2 separate regions of the Arachis hypogaea genome follow, and region 1 is linked to region 2. Evidence: chromatin contacts called from public Hi-C data. All regions are on one chromosome and are shown on one strand. Each heading gives the region's core, a stretch centred on a gene start, on an enhancer-like site or on the middle of the called end of the contact. The rest is flanking DNA. Distances are from core to core; before and after follow the strand shown. Region 1 overlaps LOC112766026 (tryptophan aminotransferase-related protein 2). Region 2 holds the start of LOC112765023.

The links. Hi-C and Micro-C count contacts between places; a contact is called where the count stands out from the background.
Region 1: a contact with region 2 is called in a Hi-C map of an unstated tissue, with 2.3 times the contacts expected there. The contact joins the enhancer-like site here to the promoter of LOC112765023 in region 2. A contact is called at or near these places in 2 of 8 Hi-C or Micro-C datasets (leaf and an unstated tissue).

Annotation. Positions count from the first base shown.
Region 1 is chr7:196,753-202,356 of arahy.Tifrunner.gnm2.J5K5, forward strand. It overlaps LOC112766026 (tryptophan aminotransferase-related protein 2), which reads left to right. Exons shown (of 5, transcript XM_072199844.1): 4 at 236-534; 5 at 936-1,223. The coding sequence ends at 1,123. Among protein-coding and RNA genes, the nearest start is that of LOC112766026, 12 kb to the left of the region's middle. Within about 2 kb of position 2,044, at least 3 of the 3 cell types and tissues checked have open chromatin away from gene starts, as enhancers often do.
Region 2 is chr7:159,963-165,922 of arahy.Tifrunner.gnm2.J5K5, forward strand. LOC112765023 reads right to left here and starts at 1,560. Exons shown (of 10, transcript XM_025810879.3): 1 at 1,157-1,560; 2 at 570-675; 3 at 311-464; 4 at 1-17. The coding sequence starts at 1,239. LOC112765022 (pentatricopeptide repeat-containing protein At4g21065) reads left to right here and starts at 1,477. Exons shown (of 7, transcript XR_011864232.1): 1 at 1,477-1,899; 2 at 5,610-5,813.

The DNA of each region.
Region 1 (5,604 bases), core at 794-3,293, 37 kb after region 2:
TTCGACTAAATTATTATTCAACGATTTTCAGTTATCAAACTTCGTATTAAAGTAATTCTGAGATGATACTTGTGCGTAATTCTGAGAGAATTGGCCTAAAAGCCTATTGAATCAATTAAACTTCTAAAAAATGCATTAATCTTTTGCAAATATCTAAAAGATTTGAACACTAATGATCATATTAGTAGTATGCTATGTCCTTGTGAAAGATTTGAATTTACACTAAGATTTGTAGGTGGGCTCTTGTGAAAGACAAAGAAGTAGCAAAGAAAATGACCAAATTCATAGAGCTCAATACCATAGGAGTCTCTAAGGACTCACAGCTTAGGGCCGCCAAGGTTCTGAGGGCAGTTTCCGACAGCTGCGAACTACAAGGCGGCGGCGAATCCTTCTTCCAGTTCAGCCACAAAATCATGTCAGACAGATGGAAACAACTCAGAGAAGCAGTTCAACGTAGTAATGGATTCTTCAGTGTCCCTACATTCTCTCCTTCTTTTTGCACCTTCTTTAATCAAAATTTGGAGCCTCATCCAGGTAATAATAATAAACTAAAATGGTGTTCATACATTATTGAAGCAAAAATACCAATAATTTTCCCCTTTGGGACAAAAAAATATTTTGTTTTCGTTTCTAATTTTGATATATTGACCATGTAAAATATTTTACATAGTCGTTTAATCAGATGATTGGATGTACGTATAAAATTGTTTTATACTGACAGTATATTAAAATAAATTCTCAAAATATAACCTAATTAAAATCTGTGTTACTCTCTTGAAACAAATATTTCCTTAGATACAAATTTCCAACACTTTCTAAACAAATATTCTCAAAATTCTTCTTAAAGTACTACATATTGCAAAATAATTAAGTTATTATTATTATATACTGAATTTTATTTTGATGTACTGACACTGTAAAACGTTTGTACACAGCATTTGTGTGGCTAAAATGTGAAAGAAATGTAGAAGACTGCGAAAGCTTTCTTAGAGGACACAACATATTAACAAGAAGTGGAACACACTTTGGAGTTAGCCAACAATATGTAAGAATTAGCATGTTGGATACAGATGAAAATTTTATGCACTTTCTACACAGACTCTCTACTATAAACTTTCGATAGTAGTAGTACTTGCACCTTAATTAACACAATGTATAATGTATAATATTATATTATATTAGTTAGTTTCGACATTATATAATTGATGTATGGTTTGTGGAAAGAGATACATGCGCACCAAATCATGATGATAATATGTTTGTATGCTGGTTAAGATGTTTAGGACTTAATTAATGTAGGGGAATTCTGTTACATGTAGAACAATAGAGTTTTCACGCTTAGGTGAACTAATTAATTTGATCTTGTTTTCTCTTAAGAAACATACCGCTTCTAATTTTATTAATGAAGTTTTCATCACAATTAGAATAAAGTCAAAGGACACATTTTATTATTATTATTATTATTATTATTATTATTATTATTATTATTATTATTATTATTATGTAAAAGTCTTGAGGGTCAGCAATTTTTTAAAAAGTTGGCCAGTATTTAATCATCAAAAGAAAATTGAATGATTCTACACTATTAGATTTAATCTCACACCATTAAAAATATTATTAATGACCAATTGATGGTTACAAAACACAAAAGTTGCTTGGTTTCCCATGGTATCTTCTAACCCGACAGGTTAAGGACTAATCCGTCGTTGTACTGAACTTCATTTAAGGGTTTGTCGTTGACCAATGAGTTGCTGCATGTATCAAGTGGAATTCGAACCCTCGACACTTACTTAAGCAGACTAGTGAGCTAATCACTGAACTAATCTAACTTAGTTTATTTTTTATTATTAATATACAAAATCTCATCATATTTTTATTATTCTCGATTTCTCAAAAATCACACTAGGCAATTAATTGGGAAGTAAATTTATTTTCTTTTTGTTTAAAAAAAAAAAGAAAGGTGGCCCATAGATTAGCCCTAGATCCTTTGCTCCATGAGGACTTTTAGCCCTATGGGCTTTTTGAAAAGTTGGCCCGTTTGGTTGTAAGGCATTTTATTGTGATATTATCTTGGCCCTATGAATTAGGATTCAAAGCCCTACGAGATCAGCCCTATTGACAGTATTAATGCATATGGATTTGTGTATGCTTAATTATCCAATATGAATCATAATTCAACATTAATCGGAAAACATGTGCACCAACGTAAGCTGGCACAAATGAATGAAGGTCTGTCTCCTTTAATCATTTCTCTCGAGTTCAATATTCACTAGAAAATAAGAATAGAGTTTGTTTATTTAGAAGGGTCATCCACTTTGTGTTTTTATCAATATTTGAGGGATTAATTATTGGATTTCTAACATAATAGATACTCTGATACAAAAAAAAAAAAAAAGACAATGTGTACCTTTTACAATGAAACTACCTGCAAAGTGCAAACTCTACGCTATTAATATAGAGACAATTTAATTAATAGACTAATAAATTAATTATTAGACCAACCTATGATTATTAACTTATATTGTAACTTTATTTTTTTTTTATCCTAAATTCTGCATCTAAATAATTCAAAGAATATGAGGCCCAAAGTTCAAACAAAAGAATGCAAGAGCTCGACCCAAACCAGCAAAAATATTTGGATCCAATTACCGAATAACCATTTACATAAGTATCTCCAAGAGTTGAAAAGATATTTCACTAGTTAAAAACTTAGACTTAATTTAAGCTTAATTGTCTACTTATGTTGATTACATACATATATGGGTGCGGCTATTAGCTAGTACTTACCTGCCTTCTACTTTAATATGATATATTAGCTAGTACTTACACTTAAATTGGTTTTTAATGAGCCATGCTACATAGCCAAAAATCACATTAATAACATTCTCACTTATAAGAGATCAAGGTGGAAATCACTCTTTTTAATTAATTGACACAATTAATTTATTTTTATAAATATTTCTTTTTATTTAATACACCAAAAATCAAATTTATTTTTATGAGAATCAAATCCAAAAAATCTCTCCCTCATTATTAACTTATTACATCTATAATTATATAATCTTTATTTAAAATGAAAGATTAAATCCTGATATTATTAACCCTAAAAAATATTTTCAAATCACCACAATATACTATGTAAAAAAAAATTCAAAATATCAAACTCGATTAATCTCAATTTATTGAAAATAAAAAACATAAAAAATATTGGTTTGTGACTTGCAATATAAAAAAATAATAATAAATTATAATAAATCAATTTCAATTTGTAGATTATAGAATTATATTTTTAAAATTATAAATATCATATATATAAAATTATGGATGTTAAATTAAATATATTTTAATAACTTCTACAATACACAATTCATATTTTTACATACAAATTATATATTATAAAATAAAATAAAAAAAAATATGAAAAAAAATATTAAATATAATTATTAACAGATCAGATTAAAATCAATCAATAAATAAAAAATATTTTATAACAAAAAAAATTAGTTAAAAATAGTCATAATTTATCTTATTTATTTAGCATTCATTAATTGTTATGACAATTAATGAATATTAAATAAGATAAGTTATGGCTATTTTTTTTATTTCTCTAGTATTACCGTAAATAAATATACATATGAATATTAACTAAAAATATTAAAATAATTTAATATCATGATCTATTGAGACACATGTGAAATAATTTAAAAGATAGGACAATATTTGTAGAAAAAAATTTATTACATTGTTAATAAGAATTGAACACTTATAAAATAGAGATGAATAAGCAATTTTATTTTCTTATAAAAATAGCATATGGCTTCAGGAATTTTAATATTATAAGACAAATTTTCTATCACAAAGTTGCATATGATCTTTAGGAATACAAATTTTATATTTTGTGAAATAATATTATTTATAGAAAATACATTGATTGCTAATAGATTAATACATTATATATTATTAATATATATTTTTAATACAATCAAATATTTTAATATTAAATATAATTATTATTAAAATCAATTTTAGTATAAAAAATCAAAAGAGGCGTGAGAGGATAAAAACTAAATATAGTTTAATTATATTAATTAATGTAAAAGAAGGAATGTTTTGGCTGCTCCCTGAACTTTCGTTTCCAAACTTTCTCGATTAATTAATTATATTTTTGGAGCAATAATTGAAGTGATGATGACGAAATTAATGACCGAAAGCGCAAAATTTATATTGTGAGGGACCTTAATTGGTTGATGCCATTGCCATGTTGGTATGCTCTTTCCGCTCAAGTCAGAAAAAAACTATGCCTCATGCACACAGTTTAATTTACTACATAAAATTAAAAGATATTCCACCTTTTTCAATTTCAGTTACTGTTATATATAATTAATTAATAATTTAATATATATATATATATATATATCTCTTCTCAAATAGAGAAGCATGCTTTAATCCCATGCATCAGAACCCTTCTAGAAGACCCAAAAATTTTATTTTTTTAAGAGAAAATATTAATAAATAATAATTGAGAATAGCTCATTATATATTTATAAAAGTTATCATGATTTTATAATCAATTTGAATTGGTCCAGTAATCAGTTTACTCTACAAAAAAAAGGTTATCATGACTTTATCTTCGACTAGTTTTGGAATTTAATTTATTACACTTTTTTAAGTTCAATTTTTAACATCTCATCAAGTGTTAATGGATGATAGTAACGGTTGTTCTATATGAGATAAATTCTTCTAGCAAATTAAGTTAAATTTAAATATTAACCAATCTTATCTTAATATTATTCAATAAAATTCACGTGATCGGACTTGGCTAGTAATGAATTAACTTTGTCAACAGTCATGTTATAGATATACAAAAAATCAGATATTAATTCATTATTATATATAAAAATATGTATTTAGGATTTCATAAAAAAATTTATTATATTATTATAAATAAGTTTTATTTTGTATATATTACATCTTTGATTATTTTACTATAATAAATTTGATTATTTTAATGGTTGAATATTTATATATATATAGATAGTAGACAGGAAACGAATATTTTTTAATTTTCAAATATTTAATATGATAGATGCATATATTGAATGCTTCTACTTCTCTTCAAAAATCATTTCTAAAAATAAAACTAACCTATATAAAAAAAAAATATTAAGGTACATATATTCCTATAGGAAGTTGGAATAACTCAAGCATATCTTGTAATTATATCCAATCCGTTACATGATTCTCTTAACAATAATATCCTTGCATAAGAAATTGCATACCCTTTAAAGTTTCAAAGGGTGCTATTGATATATAATACAAAAATGTATATTAGGAGCCCATATTTTTTATCAGTATTAGTTAATATTTTAGATTAATATCTTATTATTTTTATATGGTGAAAACTCAGCTGCAGTCGACTTTACGTGAATGAAGTTGATAGATAAAAGCCGTTAGATGAAAATTTAGTCAAATCAGTCAAATCATCTAACGGCTCTCAGTTATCAACTTCATGTGAAGTCGACTCCACTTGAGTTTCCACCTTTTTATATTATTAAAATTTAAAATTTAATCTTTAGTCTTTAATATTTAAAATAAATTAGTCAA
Region 2 (5,960 bases), core at 310-2,809:
CACAGAATTCAAGAGATCTATTACAAATACATCTACTTAGTTAACTGTCGTCACTCATTCATTACCACTACATGCTTGAAACACGTAATGTCGATGCTCAAAGAGTACTAGAAATCAATTGTCAATTGGTTAAAATAACTGAAGTGCAAATGTAATGTGGCACACGGCAGTAACCCCTTGTTGTTGGCTACTGCAGAACCTGCTTTCGACCATCATCATACTGTAATATTGTTTCCAGAGCATACCTCAGCTCAGATACTATGATTATCAAGAATTAATCAAATTTGACACTTAAGCTAACACTACATACCATAGTCTGGATCATTAGACAAGCTTTCTGTCCGCTGGTAAGCTTTGAATTCACTTTCGAGGAAGGAAGGGTATTCCTCATTGTTGTTACCATATACTTGTTCTGTGCTTTCTGGAGCAGCTTCTTCACACGGATATGTTTCTTCACCATCATCCTGAGACAACATGCAAAAGGAACGTAAATCGTCGACTTGACACGACAGTGATCAAAGGGTTTAGTTCTTAAGAAACCAGATGTAGATTAATTGAGAACCTGTTACCTTATTGGAATCTAAAAGCACATAATTCCCATCCTCAAATTTATAATAATGACCATCTCTGCTACTATAGTACCAACCAGCATTGGGGTCATGGTAAAATCCACTACTGCAAGAAATTAATCTACGTTAGAGTAAGAACCAGAACTTGATACGAGTCTGTGGATTCTAACTAGCTTAGCCTCAGCAATAATAATGCTGCAACAATATACTATGAGCTTTAAGCCTTTTAACAACCATTTCAATCAGTTACAGGAAGTTAAATTACGATTTTAGGTACCTCCTATCTAAACCCTAAATTTCTGCAGTACCAAGCGTTTATCATAACATATTGTAAACACATTAAGCTCATCATCATCTAAATTAGTGAACGAATCCTCATTCTGACGACAAAAAAAGATAAAAATTACAATTTGACGAAAGGAAAATGCAAATCATTCCACATGCAGAAAATCAACTGCAACGCAATCTGTGTAATTAAGATATGAACGTGTGATCATGATGGAAGAAAAAAGTAGGATTAAGAACGTATGGAGTAACCACTAATCACATGAATTGTTTGAAATTTAGAGAATAATAAGAAAGGAAACCTTGCATGAAAGTATAGCTGTGAATTTTCATCCCAAACAAAAACGGAATCGCTTTTTTCCGAATTTTGAGAGTCCCAATCCATAATTCCTCTTTCTTCTTCTTCTTCTGCAGCTTCTGAATTTGTCTGGTTTTGCTCTCTCTCTCTCTCGATTGATTGATTATTGTTGGGCTCAATTTTTGGTTGAAGCTATTGGGCCTTTTTAAGTTGTAAGTTCTGGGCCTAGCCCAAATATTACAGGTCCATTCTTAAACAGAATTGGTAGCGGGAGGCCTAGCACAGATAGCATTCCATAGTACCCATGGTAGTGTGTGTGAGACTGTAAGTGTGTTGTGTGGGTGTGTAAAGCATGGATGTAATGTCTAAAATTTAGAGTTGTCCAATCCCCACCCAAAAAAAAAAAAAGAATTGGTTCTTTCGGGATTTGATCCCAAATATTACAGCTTCTGTATTCTTAAACAGAATTCGTCTTCGTCTGCCACTCTGCCCTCTGGTCGCCGTCGCCGTCGTCGTCGTATACTCGGTGAAGGTCAGTGCTCAGTGCTCGCGTTGTCTCTTTTTTGCGTCGCGACAGCGCCGCCGTACTTGTTCGCGGGGTCGCGGTGGAGCACACCGAAGAACCACTAGCGCCACCCTCGTTCATCGCGCCACCACGGTTCATCGCACCTCCGTCCTTGTTGCCATTCACCGAGGCACCGACCCTGGTGCCATTGCTTCGCTCCGCCGTGCGACAACAGATCCACAGTGAGTTTTGCTCAATTGAATTTCTTAGATCTAAACTTTCAATGTGCACTTCTATTACTTCTTCTACTGCATTTCTGATTTTTGAATTTTGGCATGAAGTATTTTAGTTGATGCAGTTGGTTCTACTGTTGCCGAATTTGTGGTGCTGCTTCATTGTAATTACTAATTTGTAATCATATAATTTCTGTTGTTGCTGATTTTGCATCTGAAATTGTGGTTGGTAATTGCTGAATTGTTGTTTGATTCTAGCAAGATTGAAGGCATATCTAGTTAGCGATGATTGAACCATCTTAGAGCTTTCCCTTCCATAACTTGAATCACTGAATGATTAGCTATGATTCCCTTCTATATCTAGTTGTTCTGAACTCTGTATTCTTGGTGTTATTGAATCATTGAATGCTTTTTTTTTTTTGGTTAATCTTTGGAAAAAGGTTATTAAATTTTGTTAAAATTATGCTGAGATTTTGCTAAAATTCTGATTGGCTGAAAATTTTGTTAATTTTTATTAAAATTATATTAAAAATTTTGTTAAAAGTTTGGCGGAGCTTTTATTTGTTCATTATGATCAGTGTTTTGTTAGAGAAAAAATAAATTTGTCGTATTTGCTTTTAATGAAGAAATAGATGAATTGAATTAACTGAATTAATTAAATAAGTAAATGATCGAATATTTGTTATTTATTTGGTTAATTCAATGGATTTCTTTTGTATTTTACAACTATCTTAATGAGTTCAATAGTGATATAATGATTAATGAGTGATAAATTGTTAATAATTATTAATTAATGAGATTAAAAGTTATATTAGATTTTGATTGATGTAGTGTTATTTTAAATTTGAAAAAATTTATATTTGATTATAATTATATTTGAAGTGTTTATTTATAATTTATTTATTATTTTATTATAAAATAATTTTTCAGTTGAAGTACCGTTGAATTGGTTAGACTAGTAAACCAGTAAATTCGTAGTTAGAGCTGATCGATCATCAATCCAGTTTTCAGAACCTTGGTCATTCCACTAGTAATACATATTAAATAACGAAAAGACGAAGTGGCGGTGACTAGTGAGCATGAGTGGGTGGTGTTGTGATGGAGCTGAGAAGCATGTCCGACGCGCTCCAATTCCACGCGCAACTCCTGAAAGGGGGCACCCAAAACGACGACGCAGCGCGCAACGTCTCCAAGCTCTTCACTTTCGCCGCCCTCTCTCCCGGCGGTGACCTCTCCTATGCTCGCCTCCTCCTCCGCTCCATCCCCCGCCCCAACTCCTATTACTATAACACCATCATCCGCGCCTATTCCCGCAGCCCCGACCCCACCCACCACTTCCACGCCCTCTCTCTCTTCCTCTCCATGCTCCACCACCAACCTGCCCAACCTGATAACTTCACTTACCCCTTCCTCCTTAAGTGTCTCGCCCGCTTGAAACTCACCCCACAAGGTAAACAGATCCATGCTCTCATCACTAAGACGGGTTTTGGGTCGGATCAGTATATCCAGAACGCCTTGATCCATATGTATTCTGAATTTGGCGAGTTGGGGTTTGCTCGCAAGGTGTTTGATAGAATGCCTCTTAGGGATGTGGTTTCTTGGACTTCAATGATTGATGGCCTTGTCAACGCTGACCGCCACGTCGACGCCTTGGCCTTGTTTGATAGCACGCTGAAGGCTGGGATAGAGGTCAATGATGCCACGGTGATGTCTGTTTTGAGGGCCTGTGCTGAAACCGGAGCTTTGAGTGTGGGGAAGAAGGTGCACATGATTGTGAAGGAGAAGGGGATTGATTCTAAGGCGAATGTTGGCACTGCCCTTGTTGATATGTATGCTAAAAGCGGGTGCTTGGAGAGTGCACGGAACGTGTTTGACAATGTTGTGGACAAGGATGTTTTTGTTTGGACCGCAATGATCTCTGCCCTTGCTAGCCATGGAATGTGCCAGGAAGCTATTGGGATGTTTGCTGAGATGGAAACCTGTAGGATAGAACCTGATGAGAGGACAATGACAGCAGTTCTCTCAGCGTGTAGGAATTCAGGCTTGGTTAATGAAGCTTATGTGTTTTTGAATGATGTGCCAAAACGTTATGGTATAGAGCCTACAATTCAGCATTTTGGCTGTGTGGTGGACCTCCTCGCGAGAGCAGGGCGTTTGAAGGAAGCCGAGGATTTCATTAATACAATGCCTATAAAGCCTGATGCAGTTCTTTGGAGGACCCTGATATGGGCCTGCAAACTTCATGGGGATACCGACAGAGCAGGGCGTCTCATGAAACACCTCAAACTGCGAAGGAGAACTGCTGATGATGATAGTGGGAGTTACATACTCGCTAGCAATGTTTATGCGTCTGCAGGGAAGTGGTGTAACAAAGCAGAGGTGAGAGAGTTGATGAACAGAAGGGGATTAACTAAGCCTCCAGGGTGTAGTAGGATTGAAGTTGATGGCACTGTATGTGAATTTTCTATGGGAGATTATAATCACCCTGAAGCAGAGAAAATATATGACAAATTGGATCAGATTGTAGATGAAATTAGAAAGGAAGGGTATAATCCGAGAGTATCAGAGGTGTTGCTTGAGATGGATGATGAGGATAAGGCCATTCAGTTACTTCATCATAGTGAGAAGCTAGCTCTTGCTTATGGACTAATCAGGAATAGGCAGGGTTCCAAAATCCGGATTGTGAAGAATCTAAGGTCTTGTGAGGACTGTCATGAGTTTATGAAACTAGTGTCTAAGATATACCAAAGAGAGATCATAGTAAGGGACAGGATACGTTTCCATCATTTCAAAAATGGTGACTGCTCTTGCAAGGATTACTGGTAGCTATGGTATCTGCTTTGGCCATGGAAACATTCGAATTAATGTTCAGTGACGATGTGGACATGATTGAAGATCATGAGTGCAACTCATTAATCAGCTATGGCACCATTCTGATCAGATACATGAATGTATGAAGAAACTGATTATATTGGTCATTGATAAATAGATTGGTTGTATGAAGTTAACGGTTTGAGTAAAGGGTTATGAAAGGGGGAACCACGTTTATTTTTTGAGTTATTTGTTCACTCGATGATTTATTGTACTTGGTACAGTACAGTCATGTGTTATTGAATTCTGATCTGTGCTTATTAGTCAATACATGTGTTTATTGTACATAGTAATGATACCTTGACTTGAATTCTGATCTGTGCTTATTAGTCAATACATGTGTTGTTGATCGCTATTTTCCTTTCTTGAATTTAATGAATCAATGCCAGAGGTGTTAGTTCAGTGCAAAAAAAAAAAATATCAGATTTACGAATCTCTCCACTTTTTTGTTCAGATAGCTTTTTCCTCCAAAATCCAAAAACTCTGTGTTGATGTTGCTGGTGGTGTGTGGCTGTCTTATCCTTGATCTTTGTTTGGTTTGCATTTTGGTTCCATTAAGATATGTTATTGAGATATATGTTTGTTGATCTTTGTTTGGGATATTCAGTTGCGATTCCAGTTTATTTTAAAACTCCGAAATTTTCATGATTGAAGCAACTCTTGGATGATTCATTTTACAGATATGCTCCCCATGGTTTCCATCAATTATTTTAATTTGTTTTGTTTGGTTTCCATTGCATTGGTATTCGATTTTTTTTTTGTTCGTTTCTCATTCTTTTTATTATCTTCTGATTTTTCAATCGCTGACTGCCTTTTTATATTGGCTCTGTATATGAATGGGGTACAAGGGAACAAATCATTTGAATCATTCCATCCATTGGTTCTTGCTTGCGTCCTGATTTTTTTATTCTCATATTCCTCGCTTTGGGGGATCGAATGCTCATTGATGTCGCGCTGGTGGTCCCGCCGGAGAAGGCGTTGTCGATATTCGAATCTGTACCGTCTCGAGTTCGTGTCCGGTCTTCCTCGTGTTAGCTATGACGTCCAACCAGGTTGGTTTTTCTACATCTTTGAATTTCTTATTGTATTATTTTTTATCTTCAACATTGAGGTTGGATTCCAGGTAAACTGGTATCTTTTGTGAACTTTAATGTCTTTTTGATCGTATTTTGTTTCTTGGTTGGTGTGTGAAAACTTGG